Linked DNA regions of Zea mays: region 2 is linked to region 1. Evidence: chromatin contacts called from public Hi-C data. All regions are on one chromosome and are shown on one strand. The core of a region is the stretch at or near the end of the contact, and the rest is flanking DNA. Distances in the headings are between cores, read along the strand shown.

Region 1 (3,114 bases), core at 399-2,898:
TAGATCAAGATATCCATCTATGCCCCCTTTACAGTACGACTGGAGGGAAAATAAAGGTGCTATCGCTAATATGTGTGTTCATCAACTCTATTGTCACTTAAAACTAGTTCATCTTTAACCTTCTCGCTCATCCTTTGAAAACTGATCATTCATCAATATGGGCATAGAAACTACATTAGCCTAATCATTCACCGTTATTATGACCTATCTCAATCTACATATGTAAAATACACATTATCATAATAATTTAATGTAATTAAACACCAAAACCCAACAAGGGACCTAGATGCGTTTACATATAATATAACATATAGTAACACTACATAGAGAGCACATATTTTCTATTTTACACACTTTTAAATATTGTTTTAAAACTATTTAACAAATATTAACCTAGCTAAATCTATAATTCAGCATTACATGATCCAATGAGCATGATTTTATTTACTATAACTCAAATATGTAATAGTTAGCGTACCATAAAATTTTCAATATAATTGGACCGCAGAAACTGCATCTATAAACTAATTACATAAAGCATAGATCTAATCTATTCATGTGGAGTTCAACAAGATTGAATTTTCTATGATTTAGTCTGGGTTTTTTAAAGATTTGATCAAAATAAACATAAAGAATAAGGAAACACATATAGAAAATCAGACATATGGTCACGTGCCTGATTTTCAAAGATGAGATAATTTCTATCTGATTTTATATGGGTGAAAAGGCTGACTAACTTCCACGATAGTTGAGAGAGACAAAATAATTATTTTTTGCGCTACACACGGGCTACAAAAGGACACACAACCGTAGCCCAGTTTTACGGGCCGAAAAGAGGAAAAGACAAGGGTAGTCGAGTGGGAAGGAGCCCAACAGGCCATACAAAGGCGTTCACGCAAGTTAACTCCGGAGGCCCACCACTCCCTCTTGATTTCTCCATTTAATCCGATAGGCCAAAACAATCCAAAAAAAAAACCGATATGCGAAGCCAAACCAAAACAAAACTTTGGTGTGCATGCCGGCCGTGTCCGCTCCCTCCGTCCTTGCGCCGGCACCGCCGACGGCGAGACGCGGCGTGCTACGCACGCGCTGTGGCTTGGCGGCCACCGCGACGCCCGCGTCGTCAGTATGTCCGGTTACGGGCACCTGCCGGCGCTCCCCGAGAGACCGAGCGCGTGTGCGTGTTGACAGCCTGCCTGTGTTTCGCTACAGAGAGCCGTGGCCCGTGGATCTGCAGGCCAAAGTGACGAGCAAGTACTTCGACGTAGAGGTGTACATTTGGGCTGGACCTAATGTACGGGCACGAAGCACGAAAAAAAAGTTCGGCCCAAGCACGGCACGACACGAAATTATTTCGGGCCGTGCCGGCCCGGCCCGGCCCGTTGTATACTTGTATCGGGCCGTGCTTGGGCCGACGCCGAGGCCCACAGGCGGGCACGAGCCCGGTCCGTTTAAGCAGATCCGAATTGGCCCGTTTACTGGCACGAAAGGCCCGAAATTCATAGCAGCGCACTCCTGAAATTCTCGTTGTCTGTGTGTCCACGGACGGACGGCGGGACGGGCCTAAAGCGCCGCAACCGCGCGGCCCATTTCCATTAACCTGAAACCCTACGTGCTACGTCCCTGCCCGGCCGCCGTTTTCTCCCGTGTCCCGATCCGCCGATCCCGATTCCCGACTGGCGACTCCCATCCAGCACCGGCCACCGGCATGCTCCATCCATAACCTGTGACTTTTAAGATAGGGAAAGATTAGAAGGAACGGATCGAGTAGGCAGCTTAGCTGTTTGCTTAGACTTTATAGAGACAAAACACTCCCACACCCACAGTCCACAGACTCGCACTGCACTTGTCCAATCCAGGGAGGCTGGGAAGGATCAGGGATCCATCCACCGTTCTGTCTTCTCAGGTCGACAGGAGGCCAAACCAGGTGCGCGCGTCCGTGTCGGCGATGAGTGCGGGCAGGAGCCGGGCGCGGCAGAACGCGATGCGCTCAGGGCCTCAGGGGTGGTGGTGCTGGGCGCCGTGGCCTTCGGCTACCTCTCCTTCCGCGTCGGCTTCAAGCCCTACCTCGACCAGGCTCAGGAGGCCATCGACTCCGCCCGCGACCCCGACCCTGACGCCGCCACCACCGCCGCGAGGGACGCGTCCGACGATCCCGGCGCCGGTTGCCCAGGGGGAGACCTCGGGCCGTCCAAGGACCCCGCCGTCGTACTGCGCGACTGAGGCCCGGTGCGGGCGTTTGGTTGCGCCATTTTTTATTTCGGGCCGCCCATTTAAAGCACGGCATGTTTAGTGAAATATGGGCTGGGCCGTGGGCCGGCACGGCACAGCCCGAATTTAATACTGGGCCGGGCCGGCCCGAAATTAAACGTGCCGAGTTTTTTCGGGTTTGGGCCGGGCCGGGCTGGGCGGCCCGAATGTACAACTATACTTCGACGTGGAGGCCAATGTAAGCAATCTCCTGCGGGTAAAAGCAACTCCAAGAAGGATCCTAAACTAAGGTCAATATTTTTTTAAACCGATTTAATCTATTTAGAAGTGACACAAAACGTGGTTCTCCAACAACAAGCCTCAAATATACTAACTCCGTTATCGAATATTTGTCATCCGCTAGTTTATTTTTGAATTAAACAGGAACAAATACTCGTGCTGCTAGACCAGACCCTACTGCTCACGTGGTGGACGTTTTGTATTATCATCATCATATAGTCTAATGTTCAGTATACAACAAGTGGAGACCTATAGGTTTATCTGCAAAGAATTGCAGCTTCAGACAATGTTCAAAATTAGTAGTGCCTTTTCTCTTTCTTAATGTATCATGTAAACCTCTACTACTTATTAAGTTAGCAATAGTAGTCTGCCTTTTTGTGTTCTGTCATTCTACGATCTCAGCCGTCCAGAAAAAAAATCAAATCATGGCTGCCTAGGATCGAATCTTGGATCTATTGAGCAGAATGCCTAGCCTTCCACCCTCTAACCAACATGACTCATGTTGAATTGTATACAACTTCAACTAAAACGTCTTTTGTGTTTAACCCACCGTACACTCTGTATGCTCACTGAGTCTAGAAAAACATTTATAGCTTGGTCCCTGATTTTTCTGGAATTTGGGAC
Region 2 (2,882 bases), core at 240-2,739, 700 kb after region 1:
AGAGACTAGAACAATTTAGTCTCTGTTTAAGTCCTACCATTTGGTAATTTATGGACTAAATGTGACTAAAATAGAGGGACTAATCAGATCAAACGGGGCCTAATTAAAAGATGGTAGAAATGGATCGTCGTACCTTGTTGCAGTTGGGGATGAGCTCTTGCAGGGCGCGCATTTTCTCATTGATCCTGTCCCTTCTCCTCTGCAGGTACAGTCCGATCAGTTCAATGGTAGCTCGAGCTTCAGAGTCAGGAATGAGCCTGTACAGAGACCGATTGCATGCTTACCCTTTCGGACAAATTGTGCACCTCCGCGGTGCGGCTGCGCTTCGTACCTCTGCCGCCTGATCCTCGCATCCCACCGGACTCATCATCAAGATCCTGAACAAAACCATTTTTTACGAATTGTTAGCAGTAAGTACAAGGTGTGCGTAGCCACATACCACCGACTCCCTATCTCAGATCCTCTGCTTACATCGTCTTGACTTGCAGAACATTCGGCCTGACTCTTCCTCTTTTGTTCGCGCCAGGACTCGCCATTGCCGGAGCAGAGCGATGGAGTAGCGACTGCAACCTCACAAGCCTTTTTGGTCTCCATTTTCCCCTGGGGAGTCATGTTGTTGCCAGGTCTTCCCAGAGGCATATCCTGGTGCAGGTTACCAGCCGCCAGCGCTGGTGCGCATGAAAACCGCACCTCCTTGGATTGTGACCACGCCGTCCTCTGGTCCGTGAACACAGGGGCGATTCTTGGCCCACTAGCCGACTGTAGAACCGTCGACTCCACGCGGGTGCTCGTGGTGACATTGGACACCTTGTCAGTGCCTGTCTGCGGTGGCGGTGGCCTCTGTAGGCTTGCCCGGACCAAGGCTGCAGGCCTAGAGAAGAGGGAGAAGTTCATCAATCCCTCTCCACCGCTCTCCGGCCGAGGTTTCCTGGTGGCCGCGAACTCAGATTGTGGCTCGGGCCTGCTGCCTGGACCTGGTACTGGTATGCGCGGGGCTTCCTTCGAGGGTTCTGGTCCTCTGCTGGTGGTGGCAACCGGGGTGCTTCTGTTGTGCTGGACCGGTGGTGGCAGAGGGCTGAGGTTCGTCTCTGCCGCCGCCGCTGCTAACGCCGCTGCATGGAGCTCCGAGAAGAAATCTGGGCTGTAGCCCTCCGCGAGGGCAGGTGCGGGTGCGGCGCTGTCTTCCTCGACGATGGGGCAGTGGATCCAGGGCACGGTGTCGTCAAGGTCACCGTTGCCACGGGCGGCGTCTAGGCCGGACGAGAAGTCGGCGAAGAGGCCTCCCGTCTTGAACAGCGAGACCGGGTCGGTAGTACCCGGCTGGTTTTCTTGAGCTCTACTGCTGCTGGCCGCGCCGCAGGTGAAGGGCGGGAAGGCGGCCTGGGGATGCTGCTTCCTCCTCCCGTGCACCACCGCCTGGCCGTTCTCCCATAGCAGCTCGACGAAGTCGTTGCTGTCGGACCTGCACCAAGCGCACATGCACGCATAAGCTAGCGCTGTATCAAGGAAGCAAGAACCGGTCAAGAGATAAGCTCACATCTCGGCGCCGAGAGGACCTTGGGTAGATGAGCGAGAGGAGCTCTCGCGGCAAGCAGGAGCAGAGAACAGCAGCAGGACACGCTTGACGAGCAAGCGCTGGGAACCGACGTTGATCGGTGCAACACGCAACAGCAGATTGGCTAACGGCTTTGCCTCTGCTGCTGCTTGTTCAACCTTTAGGTATATATCTTGGCTACAGGAGGAAGGGCTGGGAGCTCTCACCCTCTCGGTCACGGTAGAGAAGGCAGCGAGCGGTGCACAGTTGTTGCCCTGGGGGACCTGGATGGAAATGGACAAGCAGATGAGACGTGCAAAATGTGCAACAGCGGCCTAGGCAGTGCTCTGTACCGGCCCGCCCCCCAAGCTTGTGCTTGCCACAGTGTGTTCCTTGTGCTCTTGTTGGATTTATATTCCCCTCCTAGTTAGGAGTCAGGTGATTTTTACAATGCGCGGATTCCACCTAGCAATAACCTCTGTTCCTACTTCTACACAAGTTAGTATTAATTAGGGCTTGACGAACCTGAAGATCCATAGTTAGTTAGTTAACCTGACATCTTTGTTTATCCTATTATATTTTTTGGCAAGGACCTGCCATGGCATCCTTTATTGTAGATTGAGTAGAATATTTACTACTAGCTTGTTTGTTTACTTACTTTTACTATCACTAGGGGTTTGTATGAAAGATCTTTCAGGATGCAGAATGAATTTATACAGTAGGCATAGGATGAAATCTACGCACTTCGTGCCTCCATCGTATCGCACTATTTCTTGCACGGAGAGATTTAAATGATTGGACGATCGGGGGGACGAGGGGACCGAATCCATCCATCAAATGAATGATGAGCTAGCAGCGGGGGAACACTGCTGCAGCTCGTGCTTCCCTGCTACACTTGACAGCTTGCGCATGCATCATGTACTCCGTGCTGATACCGAATCCATCCATGGGCATGCGACTTGGACGCCGGTGCAGTCCCAGCGACACATGGCAGGAACTCAGCTCCTGCAAAGCCAAAAGGGGGGGCATCTTGCTGCTGCAAAAGCAACAAAGCGGTAGAAAAGAAAGGGAACTACTGAACTAGTAGCAAGCTGAAGGAAGGGAGGCAATCAAAGCCGCTTTGGGCAGGGGATCCAGCCCAGACGTGTGAGCTGAGCGTACGTACGGGGGTTCGGTGGTGGTCGCAACCACCGAGGACGCTCCTCTGATAGAGAAAGGTGCGTCCGTGCGTGTGCGGCTACGAAAGCGCGCCCAAAACTCTGCTCCCTCGCGCCACACACGTACTCCTTCCTGTACGCCACACAGCCCACAGCTACCTAATCATTGGTCCTGCTCAAGCAAAGGGGGC

The links. Hi-C and Micro-C count contacts between places; a contact is called where the count stands out from the background.
Region 2: a Hi-C map of leaf shows a contact between it and region 1, with 6 times the contacts expected there. The contact joins the promoter of LOC100382453 here to the promoter of LOC103650050 in region 1. A contact is called at or near these places in 5 of 25 Hi-C or Micro-C datasets (bundle sheath, ear, endosperm and 2 more).

The regions. Positions count from the first base shown.
Region 1 is chr3:48,537,976-48,541,089 of Zm-B73-REFERENCE-NAM-5.0, forward strand. It overlaps LOC103650050, which reads left to right and starts at 1,649. Exons shown (of 2, transcript XM_008675718.4): 1 at 1,649-1,990; 2 at 1,993-2,483. The coding sequence starts at 1,949. The coding sequence ends at 2,223.
Region 2 is chr3:49,237,058-49,239,939 of Zm-B73-REFERENCE-NAM-5.0, forward strand. It overlaps LOC100382453, which reads right to left and starts at 1,490. Exons shown (of 3, transcript NM_001175194.1): 1 at 472-1,490; 2 at 285-377; 3 at 1-199. The coding sequence starts at 1,479. The coding sequence ends at 104.